Linked DNA regions of Danio rerio: region 1 is linked to region 2. Evidence: chromatin contacts called from public HiCAR-type data. All regions are on one chromosome and are shown on one strand. Each heading gives the region's core, a stretch centred on a gene start, on an enhancer-like site or on the middle of the called end of the contact. The rest is flanking DNA. Distances are from core to core; before and after follow the strand shown. Region 1 holds the start of zgc:153993. Region 2 holds the start of csnk1g1 (casein kinase 1, gamma 1).

Region 1 (6,536 bases), core at 838-3,337, 260 kb before region 2:
TAGCCAAAACCCCTCTAAAACCAGGCTGGTCGACCAGCTAAAACCAGCCAACCCGTCTAGACTGGTTTAAGCTGTTTTTTTTTCAGTAGGGATAGAGGCCAAATTCTGGACTTTGTTAGAAGGGGGGGGTCTTTCGAACCACCCGATCCCTATTAAACTGAATTAAAACAGCTTGCATAACTTATAAAATTAAGTTGGAACATGGTTAACTTAGTTTAATAAGTTACAATGAACTAAAACATATGCTGTCATAACTACTTGATCGTGTCTTTTTGTACAGTGCGTACATTGCCAAATTTCCCACAGCTATTTTCATCAGTGTTGCCAACTTAGCTATTTTGTTGCTAGATTTAGCAACTTTTCATACTACCCTAGCAATGTTTTTTTTAAACAGCACATAGCAACAAATTTAGCCATTTTTAACATTCATTTGGCTACTTTTAGCGATTTTTAAAAAATGACTCAAAAAATGAGCTTAAATTGTTTTTCATAAGTGTTAATTTCCTGATATCTGTTAACATGTATGATTGTGGGTAATTTAGCAAGCAATAATTTCCAATAGTGCTATAATTGTTGTCACTTTCACAAATGTGTTAATTTCACAAGTTAAAAATAAGTACACAAGCTGTGATTGTTTAAAAGAATGTAACTGTTCATTATCAGTGTTATATTTAAAAATAATTAAAATAAAAAAAATTTGTATTACTTTTATTTATATATAACTATATATTTCATACAAATCTAAAGGGACATATTTCCAATAATGTTTTTGCTGAGATGGCCAGTCAGTTTGAGAAAACTTTTCTTGTATATTACATAAAGAGGTAGTTTTAAGTTGCGATTACGCAACCGTCATCACGCAAAATAATGTGTTAATAGGAACCTATTTATTGTGCATCTAGATGTAAAGCTTTAATATAATATAATACACACCGCCTCAGAGAGTAGAGACATGATGGTCTTACGCTTGACAGATACTACGTAATGACGTTTTTTTTTTTTTTTTTTCGAATTTTGCATATTAATTTTTTTCTTTTTTTTAATTAAAGAATGCAAATATACAACCACAATCAGGAGATCGATATAAGAGACATACAAAGGAGAAAAATACAAATTACATTAGTTGCAGAAAAAGAAAAAAAAGAGATTAACAAAACAAAGGAAGGGGTGAATAAATTACAATTGTATAAAAGTGTATGAAATTAAATTAAGAGCATTGGGAAAGCGTTCTACCTTAAATCAAGGCAACAGTTCTTCATATAGAACCAGGAATCTGACACATTTTTTTTGTTTTTACATATATGGAAAGATTTCAGCAGTGAGTCAACTTCAATCAGAAAATGTAAAAAAGTAGGGACTGAACACTGAAGCCATGCATTTTTGTTTATGTATTAATAAACTATATAAAAAAGATAAATTCTTTAGATTTATGTGAAGATTCTGAGTAATACTACGTAATGACGTCACTAATATGCAAGTTAGTGTGTGACGTCATCTGGTAACATTTAGCTACTTTTTGGGCAGGCTTGAGCTACTTTTCAATGGAAATAGTTGGCAACACTGATTTTCATTACAAAAAGCATACGCCCATGATACGTCAGAGTCAAATAGGCTATGACAACACAATCATATAACAAAAGACAAGAAGAGGATTAACACACACTTAATAACGAGACACTTCTAACATAAACTCATATATAGCTGTAAATAGCCATATAGGCCTACTATCAAAAGTATGTCGCTCATTCTAGCATTCAAAGGCCCGGCGAAGTGAGGAAGTCTTGGACACCGTGGTGGACTTCACGTCACGTCAGAGAGAGCCCGCGCAATGTAGCTCGAACTTAAACTTACCTTCACCACCTGTAGCTCCCTTTAACTCATTTTCGTCTGTCGTCTCTCCATTCTTCCCATCTGCCATGGTTTAATTCAGTGCTAATACCGGTATGATAGCTTGCTAACTAAGTTAGCCAGAGCAGCCTAACTATCTCTGAATCTGCTAAATCCACAGTTTCCAACGCAATACAACATAATATAGTCACGTTATTGACTCTTGTAGTTATAGCTCCTTTACAGAAGCACCGTTAGACCGATACAACTCTTACACTGAAGTACCCAGTCGTGGAGAAGTTTTAGGAGCAATCCATAGGAACGTACGCGTCCGGGGAAATAACGCGGAAATGGAGATGACTGACGGCCGCTGTGCGCAGAATCGTGCCAAAAATGCCTCACAGCACCAGCATGAGTCCGTTATTTCAGACACCAAACACACGTTTAATCATGGGTCCTTCTTCATTTTATAAAATTTATTTTAGTGCTTAGTAAATACGAAGCAGCAAGATGTAAAACAACAACTAGACAAACACGCACTCATGCATAATAGACGAAATGTGCTTAAATATGCATGGGAATGTCACGTACTGTAAATAAGAAAGAGAGGTTATTTAATACTATCAATGATAATACTAAAATAATGCTAGTTTCACAAACACGAAGTGTGTAATTATTTATTTATTAATAGTTTTCGTTCATTTGAATTCTTTGGAATGCTATTTATTTTATATTGTTTCCCTTCATTCATGTACTGGACAGGGGATATATTTGCAGTAATACTTCTTAATATTCATATATAATTTCATAGCGTCCTCAAGTAAGATGATTTTATGCATTAATCTCATTATGTAACGTACAAAATTCACCACAAGATGTCACTATCAGACAGCAACACAATTCTGCTGGCGAACAACGACAAGTGGTACTCACTGCTGCACTGCTGAGTCACATGGGCAGAGCTGAGCTCCATATATATATATATATATATATATATATATATATATATATATATATATATATATATATATATATATATATATATATATATATATATATATATATATATAAAGTTTTATAAAAAAAAAATCATGATTTTTTATTATTATTCTGTTCACCAAGGTGGCATTTACTAAATGTAAAAAATTGTTAAATATTCATTTACAAAATAATATCGGCTTACTTATTGTATGTTGTTTCATATGAAATGATTACTCCAGTCATTATTGCTTTTATTACTATTACCATTATTATTATTATTATTATTATTATTATTATTATTAATAATAAATATAATAATATTAGAGTGATTTCTGAATGATCATACGTCTGAAGAATGGAGTAATGACGCTGAATATTCATCTTTAAAATCACTGGAATAAATGATTAAATTAAATGATAAACTACTCATAAACAGTTATTTTATAGTGCAATAGCACAATCTTACTATTTGTACTGTATTTTTGATTAAATTAATGCAGCTTTATTGAGCAGGATAAGCTTATCTTTAAACATTTAAAAATCCTACTGAGCCCAGATCTTTGAACGGTATTGTATATATTATTAGTTCAATGCCACAAGAACAAGATGTATTACATATTTAAATAGTTTTCTGAAAGAAAACATATTTAAAAAAAAAAGATATTTACATGAAATTAAATGTTTTCAGAGCATTACATGTTTTCAGGGCTTTTTTGTTTTGTGAACATTAACGAATTAGAAATTAATGCAGACTTTTGTAGTTACAAAAATATGTCAACGTGTAAAATAAATTTAGTGAAACCCAATTATATATTATGACTTAAGATTCCTCATTTTATTGGTCTTACCATCTATAAAAATATTAGTAGGCCACTATAGTGTTTTTGAACCATAGGCTACAGTAAAGTCTATTATACTGTTTAGCATACTGTAGTTTTAACTATCATAAACTGAAGAAAAAATGATAAAAACTACAGTTATACAGTAAATTGTGATGTATTGTAGTAAAAACCGAAGCCTATACAGTATTTGTTTATGTCGGTTGTAGCTATTGGGCTATATTGCAATATTTTATTTATTTATTTATTTATTTATTTTTTTACAGAATCTTGAAAAGATGTCAATAACTTTATTGCTGACAATCCTTATCGTAAAATCTTATTGAAACTGTCATTTTTTTGGCAAGAACTTTTATTTAAATGATGCTGGGTTCCACACAATTCCTTTATGTTTAGTTAACTTAATTGTTTTTACATATATTTAAGGGGATTGAACGTAAAATAATTAAGTTGTTCGCAAAAAACGAAAGAACTCAACTCATTTTAAATTAGTAGTTTGACCAAGCAGCAAATGTCATTCTTTGAGTGCAATTTCATCATAAATGTTATTTGTTTTTTACGTTATTTTTATGTTTTACATTTTACATTCACAACTGCAAATATAAATCTGTACATGAAAAATAAAATTCAAATGTGTGGAAACCCAGCAGTAACAATACTCTTCTTCACAACATGTCAACATTCCCGTTTTATATTATTTCCATTTTTTACTGGGAACTCCCATGAATTGTATGGCCCTATTCAGTTCATATAAGTAATTAACTTTTTTTTTCAAAGGTTGTTGTGTTGACAGATCTTGTATCCCCCAGTAACACAAGCAAATTTCAAACCATTTGTGAACTCAACCTGGCAACCTAAAAACCAGTTGTGCTGTTGAGTTCTGCGCAGGTACTACTGTATAGTAGACACAGCAGGTTGAATCTACCATCAGTGGTAGAAAATGAAGGAAAGAGTGTGGTGGTGCTTGAGAGGTAAATAATAATAATAAAATAGTATGCAGAATGTCACAATGTAATTGTAACACAATTACAAAAACGAAATACTTATTTACGGCGACGCAATGGCGCAGTGGGTTGTGCTGTCGCCTCACAGCAAGAAGGTCGGTGGTTCGATCCTCGGCTCAGTTGGCGTTTTTGTGTGGAGTTTGCATGTTCTCCCTGCGTTTGCGTGGGTTCCCTCGGGGTGCTCCGGTTTCCCCCACAGTCCAAAGACATGCGGTACAGGTGAATTGGTTAGGCTAAATTGCCCGAAGTGGATGAGTGTGTGTGTGAATGTGTGTGTGGATGTTTCCCAGAGATGGGTTGCGGCTAGAAGGGCATCCGCTGCATAAAAATATGCTGGATAAGTTGGCGGTTCATTCCGCTGTGGCGACCTCGGATTAATAAAGGGACTAAGCCGACAAGAAAATGAATGAATGAATACTTATTTACTTTTAAAGGGAACCCATTTTGCCCCTTTTTACCAGATGGAAAATAAGTCTTTGATGTCCCTAAAGTATTTATGTGAAGTTTCAGCTCAAATATCAAACAAGTAATGTTTTTTAACTCTCTGAAACTGCACTTTTTAGGCTTCGATCCAAATTGTGCCATTTTGGTCACTGTCGTTTCAAATTCAAATGAGATTGTGCTCCAAGCCCTAATTTCAAAAGAGGGCGGAGCTGCAGATGCCTATGTGTGAGCATAGCGGCTGATTCAAAAATAAGACTGCTGTCATGCTAGAGTTAGAGATCATCACTAATGGGCGGGGCTTTCCCCCTCTGATGACACGTACAAAGGGAGAATGTCAATCAAAGTGTTTCTGCAGACTGTTTTTATCAACTGTGATTATAAAAAATAAAATTAATACATTTTTACCTAAATTTTTAACTACATAAAACTACAAAATCGAAGGGGAAGGCTGGGATGGGGTGTTACCCTTTTATTTTCATGGAGAGTGCTGGGTTTATGACTTGCTATGCATCCAGCCACCAGTGGGTAATGTAAAGGTTTTGGCTTTACTTGGTATACACGATTGCATGATTGCATATTATGTTGTATAGTTGTCAAACACTAGCCCTTGCCTTTATCATATCTTTGGTATTTGGCATTTGGTAATTATGGATTCTAACAATCTTAAAATCATGAAATCAACATGAATATGAAATCCCAAACATGCTTTACAAGTCAAACCAATATTTCTGTGCGTATAATATGTACTTTACCCCTGAAATGGTAATAATATCATTAATTATAATAAACTAACAAAGCATTTGCATGTTCACAGATCCATGATGGTAAAATGTAATGTGTATGATTCATTTATCACCCCTTATAATTCAAGACTATCCTGTAAATGCCAGATAAATTGTGATTGTGTTTGTGTTTCATTTTTTTTTTTTTTTTACTTCATCCTACATCTGCAGGCTAGTCTTGAAATAGAAGGGTTGATAAATTAATCACCATTTTTGTATATATGATATGCCAACACTGATTGGGTTAATTTATGTAATATCTTCAATGCTTTATCAATCCTAAATCAACACATGGCTAAAAGGCTGCATAAACCTGCATCATGTGGCCAATCTCTCTATTAATGCAGAACCAAGGTGTTATTAAAAGAAAGCGTTTGGTAAATTTTTTGTTGCATCATATAAATATAAAAGCTGTAGAAGTCACAATAATCAGACCCAATTTCTATTTAACATTCAAAAACAGTAAATCAGTAGCTTTTTTTGTCTTTTCTCAAATGTCCCAGTTTGGCATAATTCACAGTTGGTTCAGAGAAGAGCAGGACCCGCTCTCTTAACACTTTTACCACTTTTCGAGTAAGTAAATGCAATATACTAGAGTCATTATTAGTGAGGCTCCAGGCTTAGCCTAACCAAAGTACTTGGTTTAGAGTAGAGGCCTG
Region 2 (7,015 bases), core at 2,696-5,195:
TCCAGTTGCAACCCAACACTGGGAAACACTCACACACTCTTGCATTCACACACGTACACTACGGACAATTCAGCTTATTCAATTCATCTACAGCACATGTCTTTGGACTGTGGGAGAAACCACAGCACCCAGAGGAAACCCACGCTAACACGGGGAGAACATGCAAACTCCACACAGAAATGTCAACTGAAGCAGCCGGGGCTCAAACCAGTGGCAATCTTGCTGTGAGGCGATCGTGCTACCCACTGCGCCACCGTGACGCCCCATACATTTTAATATAAATTTAAATAATAATACGTCATTAAGGCAATAATTATTGAGAGAATGATTTTTTTTTTGTAATTGATGATTTAATATACACAAATATGAATATTTTCCTTCCCTGGCAAATCAAAATGCCTGTAATAGATGAATTTTATAACAAATAAAAAACATTTGAAAGAAAACAAATAAATTATTCAATAAATTTTCATCAAAAACAGAGCGTAAAGCTCCCCGACAACACTAAAACACATTTGACTTTTTTTCTGTTGAACACTAAAGAAATTTTTTTAAAGAAATATGAAAACCTGTAACCATTGACTTTGGTTTGTTTTTCCTACTATGGAAGTCAATGGTTACAGGTTTTCAGCTTTCTTCAAAGTATTGTCTTTTTTGCTCAACAGATAAAATAAACTCATGAGGGTTTAGAACCCCTGGAGGATGAGTAAATGGTGAGTAAATTTTATCTTCATAGAGTAAATTTTATCTTTATTTTTGGTACTATCCCTTTAATGTCATTTAGCTTTGGAAGATGCCTGTTGTTCTGTTGTTTATTCAGCGTCCCATATATTTAAATTTATATAGATAGACGGATGGATGGATGGATGGATGGATGGGTGGAAGGACGGACGAAAGGACGGACAGATAGATAGATAGATAGATAGATAGATAGATAGATAGATAGATAGATAGATAGATAGATAGATAGATAGATAGATAGATAGATAGATAGATAGATGTATTATTTACCTTAATTTAGCAATTATCTATATCTAAATTTTAACTATTAGTTCCCTTACAAACTTCAACACGTTATATAAATGATTACAAATAATAAAATTATATAAATTAAACAGTAAACAACCTATAATGCCTAGCCTCTATATAAATGAAGGTTTATATGAACAAATGAATGAATAAATGAATAATTGAATGAATGAATAAGATTAAAAATCAATACAAGACTAAAAAAAAAACATATTGTCCAAGGTATAAAAATGAATAGCAAATAATTATGTTCAACTTGGTGTTAAAATACTACATTAATTAACAACTAACCTTTGGCACTGCAAGTTTTAAATAAACGTTGTCATTACATGTGTTGCTTTATTTAAAATTCAAAACAAACCAGCAGGGGGTGCTACACACAACAATATAATTCTGTAGAGCAGCTTGTGTTAATCACCAATAAAAGTCTGTTAAATCTTGGTCTCTTCATTTACTTATTATGTTAATTTGTTTAATCGATAAATACAGCAAAACAGTGCTGCTCACAACAAGAGAAAAGTTGCTTAGAAAAGCTTCCATTCTTTAAATGTTACGTTAATTAAAACAATTTAATAATAATTAATTGTACTTGAGTAAAGACAAGATATCCTAATTAAATGCCCTGCATTAAATAAAAATGGCAAATGATTTGATAAAGCCTCCATTTACAATATGTACAAACTTGTACAAACACTTCTGCTTTAATGTTTCAGCTAACATTAGTTTAAATGCAGTGTCAAAATATAGATGAGATAATGTCATTTTGTCAATTCATTCATTAATTCATTTTCGTTTTTCAGCTTAGTTCCCTTAATAATCTTGGGTCGCCACAGTGGAATGAACCGCCAACTTATCCAGTGTGTGTTTTAGGCAATGGATGCCCTTCCAGCTGCAACCCATCTCTAGGAAACATAAACATTCATTTACACTCGTACACTACGGACAACTTAGCCTACCCAATTCACCTGTACCGTATGTTTTTGAACTGTGGGGGAAACCGGAACACCCGGAAGAACGCTGGGAGAACATGCAAACTCCACACAGAAACGCCAACTGACCCAGCCGAGGCTCAAACCAGCAACCTTGTTGCTGTGAGGCGACAGCACTACCTACTGCGTCACTGCGTCGCCCATTTTTTCAACTAGTGTAACAGAAATACCCTATTAATGTAAAAAAGATTACTAAATTAATTTAAGAAGATAGTGGTAATTTTTACGAGTGAACATGCTGTTTCTTTATTTGTCCTGAAAACAGTGTTTATTTACTACCCTACGGGGGAAAAAAAGCTTAAACAAGGCTGGTTGGCTGGTTTTAGCTGGTCAGGCTGGAAAATGATCAGCTAAAACCAGCTTGACTAGCCTGGCTAGGTTTTAGCTGGTCATTTCCTAGTCTGACCATCTATAGATCAGGCTGGAAATGGCTGGATACCAGCCTGGAAATGGCCAAACGCACTCTAAAACCAGGCTGGTCAACCAGCTTAAACCAGTCTAAGTTAGCTACTTTTTTTTCAGCAGGTCATATAATATGTTTTTATTTTGGATTATTTTCCATGCAGGTCCTAAATCAGAATGGCTAAAAAACAAATGATGGTTTATTTAAACGTTATGAGTTAGGCTATATTGTGATTTGTCATGAAGGTTTGCCTCAAGTTACATTCTTTCAGACAATTGCAGAAATTATATTATCAAATTTCATTTGAGCTCTTAAAGCAGTGATTCATAATGAAAATTCTGTCATCATTTAGGCCTACTTGCCCTTCACTTCCTTCAAATATGTTTGTTTCTTCTGTTCAACAGAAAGAAAAAAAAAGATATTTTGAGGGAAAAAACATTGACTTCAGTATGGATATCAATGGTTACAGATTTTCAGCTTTCCCCAAAATGTATTAGTTTGTGTTCAAACAACAGGTTTGAAGCCACATGAGGGTAATTAAAAACAGATTATTTTCATTTTAGGTTGAATTAATGTTATCCTTAGTTGGAGTAAATGGCTAACTTGTGGGTTTTCATCCTGTTAGCATATTATTGACATTGTGTGAATAAATAAAAACTGCTTTATATATTGAAGCAAAAATATTAGTAGTGTATAATTAGTATGTATGTCCAACAATCCGGTATACCATATAAACACAAAAGAAGAAATTTTGAGAAAACTTGTAAACATATGTTTATATATTTAATGTATGTCAATGGTTACAGGTTTTAAGCTTTCCTCAAAATTTATTCGTTTGTGTTCAGTAGATGAAAGAAACATAAAGGTATGGAACCACATGAGGGTGATTAAAAGTAATTACATTTTTGTTTTACGTTATCGTAGCTTAAATGGCGAACTTGTAGTTTTTTTAAATTAATTTTTTTTGACATAAATAAAAACCTTTTTTTTATTTAAAACAGCACAAATACTTCAGCATATGTCCAACAATCCGGTTTACCATTTTGTATAAACACAAAAGAAGATATTTTGAGGAAAGAAACTTATGTAAACATATGTAACACTATGTATCTCAATGGTTACAGGGTTTCAGCTTTCCTCAAAATTTGTTTGTGTTCAATAGATGAAAGAAACATTAAGGTTTGGAACATTATAAGTGTAATTAAAAGTGATTAAATTTTTATTTTACGTTATCGTTAGTTGAATGCTAACTTGTAGGTTTTCATCCTGTTAGCATATTTTTTACATTGCGTAAATAAATAAATAAATAAATACTGTTTTATTTAATACAGCACAAATACTTCAGCATATGTCCAACAACCCGGTATACCGTTTTATATAAATACTTTCACAAATGTCATACCAGCTGTAAAGGTTACAGCGTTCAAAATGCGTAACCCCAGTATAGTACAGGGACTTTTGTTTTGAAATCTCCTTAGAGTCCGAGAGCGGAAGTCATTGGCGACAGCGAAAGGTTCACGTTACTTGCAGGAACACTAAAGAAAGGAGGAAAAGCGGGTAGCGGGATATCACCACTGAATTTATTGAGAAAAGGTGTCACACAATCTCCAGACGCTGGTATCTCAGTATTCATCCTCCCCCCCTCGAAGCCCCCGGCGAAGTTCATCGTGGAAGTGAGTGAAAGAAATAAGGCTGCTATAGCTAACGAGCTAAAGGTGTTTGTCAGGGCTGTTAGCTCCAGTACTTGTAGACGGCTAATCCTGCTCGTAATTAATGCTAGTCTTGACTGATCGATTGAGGCTGTGATCTGGGGTCAGTGTTTGAACAATAACTGCGCATCACGACTTGCCCTGTGGCTCGTGTTCGCGACAGAAAACGGAGAACTTCACGTCTCTGTCCGCTGTTTGGATGTGATATCCATCGATAACCGGCTAGCTCGATCGATTATCAAGAAAGCAGTTTGATATATTGGTGCTATAGACAGCTGGCAGGTGGTTTGTGAAATATCGTCTTCCTCCTTCCTGTTCAGGGATGAAAAAAACATTGAACATTCTGGCCCGCAGGAGGAAAGCTCATTCAATGTCGTGAGGAGGCATTATTTATTTATTTATTTAGTGTGTTTTTTTATTTACGTTTATGTCCTTGTTTTTAATATACAGGAGTAGGGGTTGTTTAATGTTTAAACAGGCTTTAATTCACAATATCTTGGTTTTAATGTTGTTTAATGTTTCCTATTATTTAAAAATGCTTTTGTCTGGGGGTCAATCACAGACACATCTGAGGTCTGAAAGATTTCAAGGGCTTGTTCACTTATACATTCAAATTTGATCAGGTTTGATTGTTCTGTCGAGCACAGGGATCTGAATAACATCCTTGGCATTCACTCGTCATTGCATTTATTTGTGGTTGTAATCTGTTTGGGTTTTTGCTGAAAAAAAGGCATGCACATTGGCTTAACATGAGGTTGAGATAAGTATGTAGGCTAATATTTATTTTCCAGGCTTCTTTTTTTTTTTTTTTTTTTTTTTTAAGCGTTTGCTTAAATGTAAGTGTCCATGTAACTACTCGTTACATTTGATTTGTAGGCCCTGAATTATGAACATGTAATGCGTTGGTGATTCTTTATCAATTAAACGTGTTAGATTTTATTAATTGCCTCACTAAAAATTTACATTTGGCTTGTAACAGGTGGTTCCTGTAGTTTGACTTTATTCATGACTTTTATGAAAATTTTCAGTATTTGGGAAAAAATATGTAGAGGAACAATATTGTTGGAATCACTGTCAATTTGTTTTCGGGGAATTAACAGATGTGCAACGCTGATAAAATATGTAAATTCATATATTTTTTTAAATCAATAATGAATGTTACGGCATGTTGGTGAGTGATTCTATGCATGTACCTTGGCTTCTTTAGTCATAAACAATCATAAAGAAATATTAATTAACCACCAGTTGTGATATGTGTGTGTATATATATATATATATATATATATATATATATATATATATATATATATATATATATATATATATATATATATTAAGGGTGTCACGATCCTCCAAATCCTTGATTCGATTACATTTTCGATTCTAAAGGCACGATTCGATTCGATTTTTGATTATGAATAATTAATTAATTAATTAAAGACAAATTAATTATTTGTAGCCTACCGTTTAAACTACCTGACCTGGATGGTCTTTGTTTTACCCATAAACAAATTATACAGTAAATTAATAAAGGCAAGATACACACATAATTACCATCTGTCAATCACTTTTTCTGTGGGACTAGGCAGGGATCTGTGTCGTTATAATGGCGGCGGTAAAAAAGACGCACAACCAACACGAACCAGCCAACAGTATCTGAGGTGTTTGCTAAAATGACTAAGTACAAGTGAGTGAAAGATTGAAGCAGTCCTCTGCCTGGACCTGCTGTCTCGAGCGCATGGCTGTGTATGTGTCTGTGTGGTCACGTGATGTGCATTTTCCGCGAGCGGATTTGCAACGGGGGAGGGCGGAGGATCGCGATGCCGGTGTTGTCTATCGGACGAACCTTACGTAATACGTACATAGCAGAGCTTGCAAAACTGTTTTTTTTGTCGACTACACGAACGTTGTCAACAACTCACTGGAAATCCAAAATGCTTACACACCAGCGACTTCATTGAAAGAGGAGAGGGTTTAAGTTCTGTCGACGGGTCTCCTGCTTCTGCAGTTTAACAAGCACTTCCACAAGCCTGTTTTTTTCCCACTTGGCAAGCCAAGCTGACGTGACATGGGGGCATGGCAGCATCGACGATTCTATTTTTTGATTCGATAATCGAAATTGAGCATAAATTTCAATCGATTTCGATTAAAAATCTTAATCGTGACACCCCTAATATATATATATATATATATATATATATATATATATATATATATATACATACATACATCCATACAAGTAGCAGTGCGATATGGCTGTATATATTCCATAGCCTTTATCTGTCACTTTAAGCTGTATAGAAGTGTCTTAAAAAATATCTAGTAAAATATTATTTACTGTCATCATGGCAAATGTAAAATAATTAGAAATGAGTTATTCAAACTATTATGTTTAGAAATGTGTTGAAAAAATCTGCTCTCCATTAAACAGAAATTGGGGAAAAAATTAAACAGGGTGGCGAATAATTCAGGGGGCTAATAATTCTGACTTCAACTGATAATATTTTAAATCTTATTTTAAGTAATCAAAAAAGCTGTCAAGGTGCAAACATTTAGTCTTTAAAACACTATGAATAAGTGAAAAATAAGTGAAAATTTTCTCACTCTGATTGGCTGTTGTCATTTCCCGCCATTAGAATTTATTTTCAGCTCTGGGTTCAACTTTGGGCCGCCCCAGCCAATAGCAGAACTACAACTACTGAGTAGATGTGGATAATGATAGAAAAGCCCCATCTGATTGGTCAAATTTAGATAAATAACCAATGCAGACATATGTAATTTATCACAAATGTCTGTGATATGTATGTTGCATATAATATTATAACATTAATTTTGTGATATTTTGTATAACCCTAGTTATAATTATCACTCTTATTGGAAACAGG

The links. HiCAR-type assays count read pairs that join an accessible place to other places.
Region 1: a contact with region 2 is called in a HiCAR-type map of caudal fin, with 7 times the contacts expected there. The contact joins the promoter of zgc:153993 here to the promoter of csnk1g1 in region 2. A contact is called at or near these places in 2 of 18 Hi-C or Micro-C datasets (caudal fin and hematopoietic stem cells) and 2 of 4 datasets of contacts at active chromatin or transcription factors (caudal fin and embryo).

What each region holds. Positions count from the first base shown.
Region 1 is chr7:69,426,876-69,433,411 of GRCz12tu, reverse strand. zgc:153993 reads right to left here and starts at 2,087. Exons shown (of 6, transcript NM_001076585.1): 1 at 1,852-2,087. The coding sequence starts at 1,918. It also overlaps a transcript of ano1a not described here.
Region 2 is chr7:69,169,490-69,176,504 of GRCz12tu, reverse strand. csnk1g1 (casein kinase 1, gamma 1) reads left to right here and starts at 3,945. Exons shown (of 12, transcript NM_001008635.1): 1 at 3,945-4,094.